2 separate regions of the Ovis aries genome follow, and region 2 is linked to region 1. A link is a contact called in public Hi-C data. All regions are on one chromosome and are shown on one strand. Each heading gives the region's core, a stretch centred on a gene start, on an enhancer-like site or on the middle of the called end of the contact. The rest is flanking DNA. Distances are from core to core; before and after follow the strand shown. Region 1 holds the start of LOC101117971 (C-C chemokine receptor type 1). Region 2 overlaps FYCO1 (FYVE and coiled-coil domain autophagy adaptor 1).

Region 1 (6,292 bases), core at 2,808-5,307:
AAGATCTCGCTGTACAAGCCCATGAAATAGAACCCAGAGAGCAACTTACACATGGCATCACCGAAAATCCAGTCATCCTTCACCTTGTAGTCGATCCAGAAGGGCAGCGTGAAGAGGAAGATGAGGTCAGAAATGGCCAGGTTGAGGAGGTAGATGCTGGTCATGCTTCTGAGCCTCTTGTATTGCATGAGGACCAGGACCACTAGGATGTTGCCGATCAGGCCAATGACAAACACCACCGAGTACAAGGGGGGCAGCAGCTGGGCCCCAAAGGCCCTCTCCTGAACCTTCTGGCATGGGGTCGTGTCCCCATAGTCGTATTCTGTGGTCATGTCATGGTCCTTTGCGCTGGTTGAAGTTTCCATCCTGGCTTCTGCCACGAGTCAAGGGAAATGTTTCTGTATGTATTTGCTGTTAAAGGCAGTGGGCTCTGGACAACAAAAACAAGGCAGTGAGTATGCGTCCTTAGCCCCTGGACGGCTGTTTACTAGTGCCCACTGTGTACCACGCCCTGTGCAGCAAGGGAGACCCAGGTCCTCTGCCCTCATGCAACCTGTAGTCTGCCACACTGACAAACAGGGCGTGCACACGGCGCTGACTCAAGTGCTCTGGCCCTGAGCGCCCTGCAGGAGACGTCCAGAGGATGGAGAGCGCAGACACGGGAGGACAAGGGGGGCCTCACGCATGTTCACGACCGAGGCTTCCTGAGAGCTTCCATGCACTCGACATTGGGCTCAGTGTTGAACAGCCTTGAGGGGGTCCCATGGTCATTCCCCACTTTAGAGGGGAAGGCACACAAGCTGGGAGCAGTCAGGACACAAAGCTGGTGAGAGCAAGAGCTGGAGCTCAAACCCTGGTGCGTGCCACTCTCAGGCCCATTCCTGAAGCCCCCTGGCTCTCCTGCCCCCAATCAGGGCAGTAACTGTGCACTGTGGCGTCCCCAGAGGAGGCTGGGAAGGAAATCAGTTCTGGCCGAAATTCCAAAACTTACAAACAGATCTTTCTGGCTTTGGAGGCTAAAAAGATTCTCAGCCAGGGGTGATACAGTGCCGTGGGGCACAGGTAAATGTGACTGTTTTTCCGGTTGTCACAAACACTGGGGGACGCTACTGTCATTTGGTAGCCAGGGCCGAGGATGTGTTGCGATGTAAAAATTACCCTACAGCAAACACCGACAGTGCTGCCATAGTGAGATCCTAGGAGGCCAACCCATCCGCCGGCCTGACCCACGTCACACGGTCCTCTGTAGTCACCCAGGTTCTCTGAAGACCTCCTGAGATAGCCGTGAGGAGGAGTCAGTAACAGTCTGGGAGGAGTGGGGTGATTTGGTAAGGAGACGGGGCCCTGGGGAGAGAAAGGCTCAGAACAGCCTCAAGGCAGGAAGTGTTACACAGTGACCAGACATAGGGCGGAATTCTCCTAAAAAGAATATCTTTAGATATTTTCTAACCAGGGTTGCCTCAAAACAAAACAAAAACCGCTAGATAGCCTGCCTTTGTAGAAAATCCCCAGCCCCTGCTTTTCAGCTCTCCCTCCCAACCTTTCCAACCACTTATTGAAGACTCCTCCCCAAAGGGAGCACACGGTTTTGTGTAATCTACCAGCTCTGTGACCTCATATAAGTTAACCTACCTCCCTGAGCCTCAGTTCCTCATCTGTAACGTGGGAAAGTACCCTTACCTTGCAGGGCTAATGTAAGGCAATGTCTGAGCCTTCCTCTGGAAATTATCAGGTTCTCAGTAAATACTGGGGGACCTCCTTCCCTGTAGGTGCCCTGCTCTGAGGCCTGGTGCCACCAGGATGCACCCCACTCCCTATAAGTCTCCCTGTAGTTAATCTGGAAAATGAATTCTGCTTGAGAGTGATGGATATTGACAGTCCTTTCCATCTGCACTGTACTGTGAAATTTCCAAAATGCTGCCATCAATCTAACTGATTTGACCTAAACATCGACCAGTAAAGTGAGTGGTACCTGCAGCATAATTTCCATCTAAAATCTTGAGAGTCCAGTGCTCCTCCTTCCACAGAGCTTAATGAATGTTTCCTGCTCACAAAATTCACATTTCTGCAGTGGCATTCGGAGATTAAGGCTCAGGGGGGTGAGGTGCTGCTGGGCCCCCAGGCTGGGGGGCGGTCCTTTCCCATCCAATCCATCCTTAGGGCACTCTCCTCCATCTCTGAACTTGCATACAGCCAGTCAAGCCTCTTTCTGGAGAAACCCAGGCTGCCCCTCACTAAACAAGCTGTGCTGGCAGTTTCTGGTTTCTGCTGCCACTGCCAGTGCAGACAGCTCCATGTGGCAGTCAGCACTTCTGGGTGGGTTCTCAGGCTTACCGTGTTAGCAGCGGGCAGCACAGATAGCAAGGGGTGCAAGGCCGAGCCCGTGAGCCCAGTTCCTGGGGAATTTTGGCAAAGGTGGAGGCAAACCACGTCAGCTCTGTCAGGGGCCATCTGAACAGTCACCCTCACACCCACTCCCACCTTCAAGCCAGTTCACTACTTCCCCACTTGTTGGGCACCAGAAGCAGTTCCTGGGCATGTTGTTCCTAAAGGGAGATGGACTGGAGTGAGGCCCTGGAGGCGAGACCCAAGGAGCATGTTGCCATGTCATGCGCCAGTCCGTCTGCAGCCTGCTACCAACGTCTGCCTCAGGCCGTTGCCCCAGTGGTCCAGCACCAGCACCCTTTATCCTGGGAGCTGGTGAAGCCTCTGGACAGACAAAGGGCCGTCTGTGGTGGTGGAAGACGCCCAGGCCTGGTGGGGTGCAGGAGCTGGCTTCTACTGGTTCAGAAGAGCCAGCCGTGTGCAGCTGTTCTGCATCCAGCATGCTGGTGACTCAAAGTCAACCAGAATGGGAACATTTACACATGGGAATCGGCCAGCACTAGGAATCAGGGCACTTTTCTCAGGAGAATTAGCTGATAAACACTTACCAGTGCATCCATGCCCTTCAGTCTGAATAGCCTAGAGCTGTCCTGGAGCCAGAGTGGGGACTTAAGGGTCAGTGAGGGGCACAGAGCCTGGCGGTCGGCTGTGCAGACTTCTGGGGATTTCTAATCCTGAAAGTCTAGGACCCTCCAGACCTACTGGAGGAAAGGCTAAGTAGATACCTCCAAGTAGCCCCCCATGTTGCTTCTCTTCAGAACAAAATTCTGACCTTCCTCTTCCTTAGAACAGAATGGATGCCCCTTGCCCTCCCCTGCTGCCGTCCCCACAAGGAGGTCACCTGGCCAGCTGCCTACCTTCTGGTGGGTGAGATCTTACCTCCTTCAAAGACAGCCCACAGTCCTGATTTTGGGGCTCCTTGACTCTAGCCTTCTTAAGAAACTGTCTCAGTATCAAATCATCTTTGCATCTGCAAAGCTTTTACTAACTAGTATTATCCTTTCGCTGCAGTTTCCTCTTATACCATGTTTGGTCTTTGAGTATGTGGGGAAATTTGACAATTGTCAGTGTCTTGAATAGCTTTCCACAGAAAGTATGTTAACAGTGGGCTGACTTTTTAATCAGTCATCAACAAGCAATCACACAAGAAAGTGTCCTGTTTTTAGAAAGAACAAGAATCAGCTCAAAATAAAAAGAACACCCTATTTTACATCTGAGCACTCATATAAATCCATCCATCCTCAGTATTGCTATACAAAGCACTGCCTTTCAGATGCATTGCTGGGTTACTTAGGCATTTGACTAGCCCTCAAAGACCTCCCCATCTCTGTGGAGATGGACTGATAAACAAGTCATGTCCTGCAACAGGAAAACTACCGTCCAATCTGGCCACATGCAAACAACGGCGCTTTCAAAAGTAACTGACAAGCCCGAAGAGACAAGTTCCACTTACTCTGGCTTCAGGGGACTGTGTCCACGAAGTGTTTGTTTCTGAAGCTTTTAGATGCTTTATGAATTCAAGGCCAAGGTCCTGAGTGAGTCGGAAGTTCTCAGTTTCCTGTGTGATGATGGAGATAGAACTCTGGGTCTCAGGCTTTCAGAACAAGAAGGGGACAAAGTTCTTCTTTCTTGTACTGCAGGGTGTCCAGTTTCTGAACGCCAAGTTCACTCTAAGGTTTTTTCCTGCTCACTCAGCTGCACTTCTCCTCAGGCGGCTCTGCTTTAAGGGGATTGGGTGGTGGGGCTGGGTGGAGTTGAGCAGGGTGAGGTGGGTGCCAATGAATGTTTCTGAAGCTTCTGAAGCAATCGAGTTCTTGCCCTCAGTAAGTAGTCTTCCTCTTCTTTTTTTTTAAAGATTGCAAATGGAAGGATTTAAACAGAAAATCTGGGTTCTGGGTCTTCAAAACAATCTGGCTCTACCAGCCCTAGAGGGGCAGGAGGTCCCTTCTCTTTGGCACCCCCTTCGCGCCTGTGCCAGCAACTGCTCACTGCCCCTCTCTGCTCCCCAGTCTGCCTCACAAGCTCAGGGAGCGGCTCTATGATGAAGAGCCTCCCGCCTGGAGAGAGTACAGGTCTGTTGGATGTCTGTCGGCTGTCTGGCCCCTCCTCTTTGATCTCACAGATTTCCTTTTTGCGTTTCATCCATGACAATTGATTCTGACCCAGTCCCGTCTGTGCTTCTCCTTCCTGTCGCAAGGTCAATATCCTAGAAAGCTTATGCTCTGTGTAGCCAAGAAGGGTGAGGCCAGGCTCCTCAGCTGCAGGGATCCTGTCTGTGAGTGAGGTGCACCTTCAAACGCGGCACCAGCAGGTTGATTTCCAGGAGAGGGGAGGCAGCTTCCTGACCTTGGAGCGCTCTCTTTGCCTAATCCTGGGACACACTCTCTCTCTAGGGCCAAGGAGGTTGCTTCTGCTCCCAGGTCACATTCAGACATCAAAGTCCAATGCGTGAGTGTCCCACAGATGGACAGAAGGGCCTTTGGGGTGCACAAGTAGCTCCTAGGCAGTAGCCCTCTGCCACCTCCCCCCAACCCCATCTCTTCCCCCCACCTCCCACTCCATTCCTCTTTAATTTCCTTCCCCAGGCTCTCTTCCCACCACCCTTTCTCACGCCATAGGCTCTCTTGGCCCTCCAGCCAGAATTCTACAACCCCCAACCTGACAAAACACAGGGAAAGGTCCGGTAGTCCCTCTGCCGTGCTCAGCTGCCCCTTGTGGTGGGTCAGGTTGCAAAGTCAGAAAGGGTGCTGCTGTCCATGCGGATCTCTCTCATCCTGCGTGGATCACCCAAGAGACACTTCCTCCATGAAGCCTTCCTACTCTCTATAGCAGGAAGTCATTCGTGACAGGCAGGTGCTGGAGCTCAGAGAGTTTTAAGGTTTTGGAGGGGGCGGTGGTGGTGGTAGAGTTTCCCTTATCACACTTTGCTGTACAGGTTGGACATCTGGACAATAAGCAGCAAGGCACCACTCAAAGTAGCTCAACAATGAAAAAGAACAGAAACCCTAATTTCCTGGGCTTCCCTGGTGGCTCGGTGGATAGGAATCTGCCTGCCAATGCAGGGGACATGAGTCCAATCCATGGTCCAGGAGGATCCCACACGCCACGCAGTAACTAAGCCTGTGTGCTACGACTATTGATCCTGTGCTCTAGACCCTGGGGACCCCAGCTACTGAGCCCACATGCCCCAGAGCCTGTACTCTGGAACGAGCAAGGTCGTCGCAATGAGAAGCCCAGGCACTGCAATAGAGAGTAGCCCCCACTGGCCACAAGGGAAAGCCCGAGCAGCAGTGAAGACCCAGCACAGCCAATAAATACATAAATAGAAACTATAATTTTCTAAAAAGACACCTTGGATGTTAGCTCAGGTTGGGTACTACTCTCTAATGCTCTCTTGTAATAATCCTTGATTTCACTTTTCACATGCATCTCTTTTTTCACAGCCTAATAAACAATCTCAAAACTTTGGGGCTTAAAACCACAAGGAGATTGTTCTCTGATTCTGTGAGCTAGGCGGGTGTTCCCACACAGCCTCACTCCCACGTCTGATGGTGGGCGCTGCCTGCTGACAGGAGTGCCTCAGTTTTCCACGTGGCTCTCGTCTTCCTGTCGGCCAGGCTGGCTTTATGCTTCATGGTCTCAGGCATGAGAAGAACCTATAAAGCATCTTAAGGAAAAATCTCTGAGGCCACAGAGGATCACCTGTGCTGCAGTCTATCACTCACCACAGAGCCAAACCACAGACAAGGCAGTCAGGAAACAGAACCTGCCTTTTCAGGGGAAGAAATAAAGTCACACTGTAAAAGCCAGGGTGTACCAAGATGGAAGGGCTCTGAAGCCATATTCATCTTCTACCAAAAGCGCAGGCTTCCTCTAGCTCCCTCACCCAGGATTCCCTGAATTCCTG
Region 2 (6,228 bases), core at 3,372-5,871, 57 kb before region 1:
CCACGGGGTTGCAAAGAGTTGGACACGACTGAGTGACTGAACTGAACTACTTGTTGACAAATTCTTAGAACACCAAAAGAATACATAAAAGACGGAACTAGACTTCACGAAAATGAAAAACCTCTGCCTGCAAATGACACTGGTGAGATACGTTACAGACTGAGAGGAACATTGGCAAACCACATAGATGACGAGCACATTGCTGGCCAATGCAGGAAACTGGGGTTTGATCCCCGGGTCAGGAAGATTCCCTGCAGAAGGAAATGACAACCCACTCTAGTATTCTTGCCTGGAAAATTCCATGGGCAGAGAAGCCTGGTGGGCTACAGTCCATGGGGTCACAGAGTCGGACAGGACTGAGCAACTAAACAAGAATTCATTGCTGTAGGAAATGGGAACTGGCATAGCCATCCTGGAAAAGGGCATGACAGTTTGTTTAAAAAATCAAGCACACACCCGGGAAGCCTGGCATACTGCAGCCCATGGTGTCGCAAAGAGTCGGACACGACTGAGCAACTTAACAACAAAAACAAATTTTTAATAGCCCCAAACTGGAGACAATCAAGATGTCCCATAATGGGCGAATGGCTAAATTCCATACCATGGGATACTACTCAGCAACAAAAAGGAGCAAGCTATGCATAGACTTCAGGGGGTTTATGATTTGTAAAAAAAAAAAAAGCAATCTCAAAAGGTCACATACTGAGCAAGTCTATTTCCATGACATTCCTGAAGTGATAAATTCACGGAGATGGAGAGCAGATCAGTAGCTGCCAGTGTTGGGAAGGTTGGGGGCAGTTGTTACTAGAAAGGGTAACGGGGCAGCAGGGGAGGGACATCTCTGTGATGATAGAATTGTTCTGTCTCTTGATGAACGTGGTGACTAGAGGAATCCACGTATGTGATGAAGTGGGACTGTACACATACATTGCACTTCCTAAACCTGAGAGTGAGTGTCTCCTTAAATTTTTCATCTTAGGTTCCTCCACCTGGTCCTAACCCTGTTCTCTACACAAAGACTTGGATTATTCATTATACCCCCAAGCTGGTGAAGAGACCAGCTTCCCATGGACTAGTGAAGGGACCAGTAAATTGTGGTACAGACATACAGGTGAATGCTAGTCAGCGATGAAAAGGAACAGCTAGGTTACTAGTCCTTGCAACAATATGGTTGAACCTCACAAACATTATGCGGAATGACGCTTAAGAGCACCCATTCTGAACAAAACTTTGGAAAATCTGGGTAAGAACAAATTTAGCTTACAACCAAAAGCAAATAAGTAGTTGCCAGGGTGGGTGATTATCTGGGAAGGTTCTGGGAGTGTCAGGAATGTTTCCTATCTCGGTTGTTGGTGGTTGTGTACTGGTATGTACTTGTGGAGACACCCACTTAACACCCATTTAGCATTTTATTGCATGTAAATGATACCTCAGTGAAGCTGATTTAAGAAACAAAAGAAAAACAAAACCCCCAGCTCTCTCACAAACACATGAACCCTGTGCTTTGGGGGATAGGCCATCTCTTATTGATGGGCTCCGGGTATAACACAGTCGAGTAGGAAGAGCCTTGTGAGGGGTCAGCACACCTTGATTCTCATCCCAGGTCCAGTAATAACTGGACAATCCAAGGGTCAGTCAGTAAGCTCTCTGAGTCTCATGTGCTGTGAGTACCTCCCAGGGCTGGTGGGAACAGTAGCTACACCAAAATATACCAGGTCACTTGGTGAAGAGCCGCATGTCTATCAGAAAACGTTGCCTGTTCCTGGACAGAAGCTGCCCTTTGAATCCAAGTCTGGAATGGCTCAAGGAATATAAGGAGGCTTCAGGAGCAATGAGGCATATGTAAACTAAAGCTGCCAGACATCATTTTTTGCCCATTTATTTGGCCAAATTAGAAAGTCATAATATCAAGGACTAATGAGAAAGAGGAAAGGGAGAACCCTGGAGGCAAAGCTGGTGAGAGAGTAAACTGGTATAGCATTTGGAGGGACAGCCTGGGAGCCGGTGAGGCTGCAAATACCCTCTGTTGTAGCTGTTCCACTCTTGGGTTCCTCATCCAGAGAAAGACTGCACAGGCCTAAGGAGATAGGTGGGAAGATGCTCACGGCAACACTGTTTGTGATGGCAAAGACTGGGAACAACATAGGTGTCTGTCACTAGGAAGTGGGATACATAAAATGTTGGTACTTGCACACAAGTAAGACAAAGTAGCGCTCAGAAATAGTCATAATATTATTATTATAGCTCCACAGTGGTAGCTCAAAAACATCGTGTTGAAAAACAAAGTATTCTGAATGATGTTTATGGCATAATGTGATTTTTGTGAATTAACCTCCCCTTGCAGACCTGAAAGGATGAGACAGGATACTGGTCATTGATTGCCACTTAGTGACTCAACAGATGGTAAAAAAAAAAAAAAAAAAGGAGATGATTGAATTCATCAGCATCAAAGTTAAAAAACAGAATTGTGACTCTAGATAACTTCCATATTTCCCTGGGAAGGACGTATAACAAGAGGCAGGCCCTCCTTGGTTCAAAATGCCCCCGGCTAGGTCAGGAAGCTGGACTTGGTAGTTTCAGCTTAAAGATGCTAGAGAAATGTGTTGTTGAACACTGCCCCCTGTTGAAATGATACTGTCACTTCTGAGTAGAGACTACTCAGTCTTGCCAGCTAACAGCATTTGAACTTGAACCCACTGAGGAAAAGGTAGACTGGTGTAGGAGCACTCACAGAAAATTCTGCCCCTCTGAAGGAATCCCTCTAGTCACTAGAGCTACTCTCTTACGTCTGCTGTTAGCATCTGAGTATGTTACTTTGAAAAAAAAAAAAAAGAATCAATCCTCATAGCAAACACAACTCACCATGCTGCAAACACAAGAGACAGGTACCGTTGTACTGATGTGAGAACAGAGGCACAAGAAGGTCAGTAGCTAGACTGAAGGCGCAGTCAGGAGCCAGTGAAGCTTGGCCCCAAGGGCTGCACTGCTAACCAGCTCTGCAGGTCTGCCTCGGCAAGGCCTCTGGCTCCTTTGCTCCAATCATGACAATTATTCTTCGGCCTCTACTGCTGTCCAGATACCTTTCCCCGACTTGAAACACCCTCCTATTCTGTGCCCCATCCCTTGCATGTCCCTCCCTTTCAGAGTAACATTCCTTGAAACAACAGTCCACAGTCAACTCTCTTCCCAGAAGCAAGGGAGGCTGCCATCAATTCTCACAGTCTCATCAGGAGTCTGGCCTTAGCCTGCTTCTCTGATTTGTTTGCGCTCTCTCCAGATGCCCTCAGTATACAGTCACTGCTGACATTACCCGTGATTACTGAGCCAAGAAAATGGACGTGAGAGTTCACAGTCCAAAGCACCTCAGTCTCTCATGTACTTTCCTGTTTTTTCCCACCAGGGGGCGGTCTCCTCCTTCTTCACAGGTCAGGGATACAACTCAGGCTACTGAGCCGGGGACATGCAGCTGGTCCCTATTAAAATGCGCTTAAGTACAAAATTACAAACCAGATATTGAAGATATAGTACAAAAAAAGAGAATGCAAAATATTTTATTAGTAAATGTAATAAATTGGCCACATGTTGAAATGGCAACATTCTAGACAGATTAAATAAAAGATACTCTTAAAATCAATTCTACCTATTCTTAGAATTTTAAAAATATGTGCAGTAGAAAATTTTAAATTGCATGTGTGGCTTACTTACTATTTCTGTGGGACAATATAGGTTTAGAGGCTCCTTGCCAATGGCAAACTCTAAGGGAGGTCTGCAGAATCCTTGGGCTCCAAGGAACTCAGAAAATCATTCACTTGACTCTGCTCATGAAGAAACTGAGGCACAGATGGGCCAACAACTTTACCAAAGTGATCCAGGTAATATGATCCTGGGTTTAGATTAGAATGCAAGTGTCTTAGACCCTATTTTTAAAAAACCTCTCCTACTGTGGAGGCCTTTGAACGCCACAGGAGGACCTAGGCACAAGCCTCTCTGCTGGACCTTTTAGGCCCCTTATCAAGGAATTTCACCACCTTAGGCCTCTCCCTCATGCTCCCACAGGTAGGTCTCCTGCACAGCCAGGGGCTACTCTCTGTTGCTTCCTTGGCCCACGATGAGCCTGTCTCTGCTGGGAAGCCCAGCCCTGCCTTAGGGCTCTATCTCATTGCTTCCTGGCTGACAGCCTCGCTAGGGACCCTGGAGACTAGCAGGGACTACATAACCCTTCTTGCCCTTTTATCTTCAACTACCCTCCAGACTTGCCTTGCAGTCCCGCCCGCCTCCCAGGGGACCATCATAGCTCTTGCTGGAATAAGTCCAACCCAGCTGGAAGGACAAGAAAACAGAACCAGCTAGACTTGTCACTTGCTGACCCCGTGTCCACCACACTCTGTCAGTACAGAGGGCTCACGTCGCCCATGGGCCCTGCTTGCAGAGGGGGCACTGGTGGTCACATGGCTGGTGAGTCACATGAGAACTGAAAATACCCTTCAGTGGGGTGACTTCTCTGAAGTGGACGCATGAATCAGCAGGGAGGAAGCTGGGAGGCAAGGCCAGACCTTGTGTTGCAGGCAGGATCTTACGTGCAAGCCCTGACACCACAAAGCTTTCCCACCGCAGCCCTGCAGGACCAGTAGCATCGTGGGTCGGCTGCAGTTTGCTTTGTCGTAGGGCTTGAGGCTGGAACACATGTGTGAGCCTGCACCGGTATGGGTCTGCCCTGATGGGAAGAAGTCCCTGTTTCTGGTGCCTCCTGCTCAGGAGGGCTGCAATGAGCAGGAGCAGAGGGTCTCAGCCCCGCTCCCTCCCTGGGTGTGGCCGCAGTTGCCTAGGGAGTTGCCGCACTGTGCCTGCAGCCTCCTGTCTGCCTCTTCCGAACGCAGATTGGAGAACTGCTGAATCATGGGGCTGTAAGAGAACCCGTGTGCTGAGGATCAGCAGTCACAAGATGAGGGCTCTCTTCCCAGCTCTCCCATAGCTCTAGCTGTGCAATTGTGGGTAATCACTGTGTGTCTGAGGCTCACTTCCTCACTTGTGTAATGGGTATATTAATTATCTGTCACTCTTAAAAACTCTGTCAGAATGTAGTGGGTCACACAGTAAGTATTATCTGTCTGTGGTTCGAATATCTGTGAGCGACTCACCGACTCACTGAGGTGGTTTCAGCTCGTAGTGTTTCATGGAATGAGGTCAAGATGTCCTTTGGGGCTGCAGTCATCTGAAGGCATGACTGGGGCTGGGGGCTCTGCTTTCCAAGACAGCTTTGTTCACATGGCTGCTGGACAGAGGCCCTGGTTCCTGGACACAGGTGTCCTCCGTGGAGATGCTTGAGTATCCTCCTGGCATGGTAGCTGGCTTCCGCCAGAGTGAGCAATCTAAGAGAGCAAGACAGAAGCCACAGTATTTTTATGCCCAAGCTTCTGCAGTCATGCACTGTCGTTTCTGCACTATCTCACCTGCTACCCAAGTCAGGCCAGCTCAGGGATGTGAACACCAGAGGCATAAACCACTGGGGACCATTGTGACGGCTGGCCACCACCTTAGTAGTGATTAGTAGTATCTGCCGTGCCCATCTCACGGAGCCATCGCGCAGTTTTGTTTGCATACCCACTGCAAGAAAAACCATTAACCAGAGGATGCATCTGGTAAGAGTTGAGACAGCAAGCAGCAGCTAAAAACAGCCGTGAAAAGGGTTGCTGGGGACTGGACTCCGAGGCCGTCACAGGGAACCCTATGACAAGTACAGGAGCGCCAGCGTAGGAATGTGGTGGCTGCAAGGCCTCTAGGCCTCTTCGCTGTCCCCAAATGAAGGCACAGTTCAGAGACAATTAGGAACGTGCCCGGCAGTGTGCCTATTACACATGGTGCTCACGGAAGGGAGGTTTGCTCAACCTTAAGTGTTCTTTCTGAGGAAAGTAGGCGGGTCACAGTCTCAGGACTTCCAGGAGAGCTGCTGGGCCGAAATGGAGGTTGAGTTGTGCCCTACCCCTTAGTTCTGACACTCAAATGAGCTGCTTTGCTTTTTACAAACTCCAAAGGGCTGCATTAAGGTGAAAGTTCGTTGCTGTTATCTCCTGGTAAGATGCCCACAGATCATGTCTCCAAAGAATCTCTCCATTGCTTCCTTAAATAGCCAAAAAAAAAAAAAAAAAAAAGGAACTGAGATATGTTCAGTGTTTGGCAACTATCAGAAACAATCTCTAAAAGCTGACTCAATCCTTTCTTGTTCCTTCA

Evidence for each region. A called contact is a pair of places that touch in the nucleus more often than the background predicts.
Region 2: a contact with region 1 is called in a Hi-C map of omental adipose tissue, with 2.8 times the contacts expected there. The contact joins the enhancer-like site here to the promoter of LOC101117971 in region 1. A contact is called at or near these places in 6 of 16 Hi-C or Micro-C datasets (blood, omental adipose tissue, skin fibroblasts and 1 more).

Annotation. Positions count from the first base shown.
Region 1 is chr19:53,226,109-53,232,400 of ARS-UI_Ramb_v3.0, reverse strand. LOC101117971 (C-C chemokine receptor type 1) reads right to left here and starts at 4,057. Exons shown (of 2, transcript XM_004018514.5): 1 at 3,839-4,057; 2 at 1-430. The coding sequence starts at 365.
Region 2 is chr19:53,284,129-53,290,356 of ARS-UI_Ramb_v3.0, reverse strand. The region is part of intron 2 of FYCO1 (FYVE and coiled-coil domain autophagy adaptor 1); the gene reads right to left. It overlaps XCR1 (X-C motif chemokine receptor 1), which reads right to left. Exons shown (of 7, transcript XM_060402614.1): 3 at 5,887-6,228; 4 at 5,139-5,369. Among named protein-coding and RNA genes, the nearest start is that of XCR1, 45 kb to the right of the region's middle. Within about 2 kb of position 4,621, at least 13 of the 54 cell types and tissues checked have an H3K27ac peak or open chromatin away from gene starts, as enhancers often do.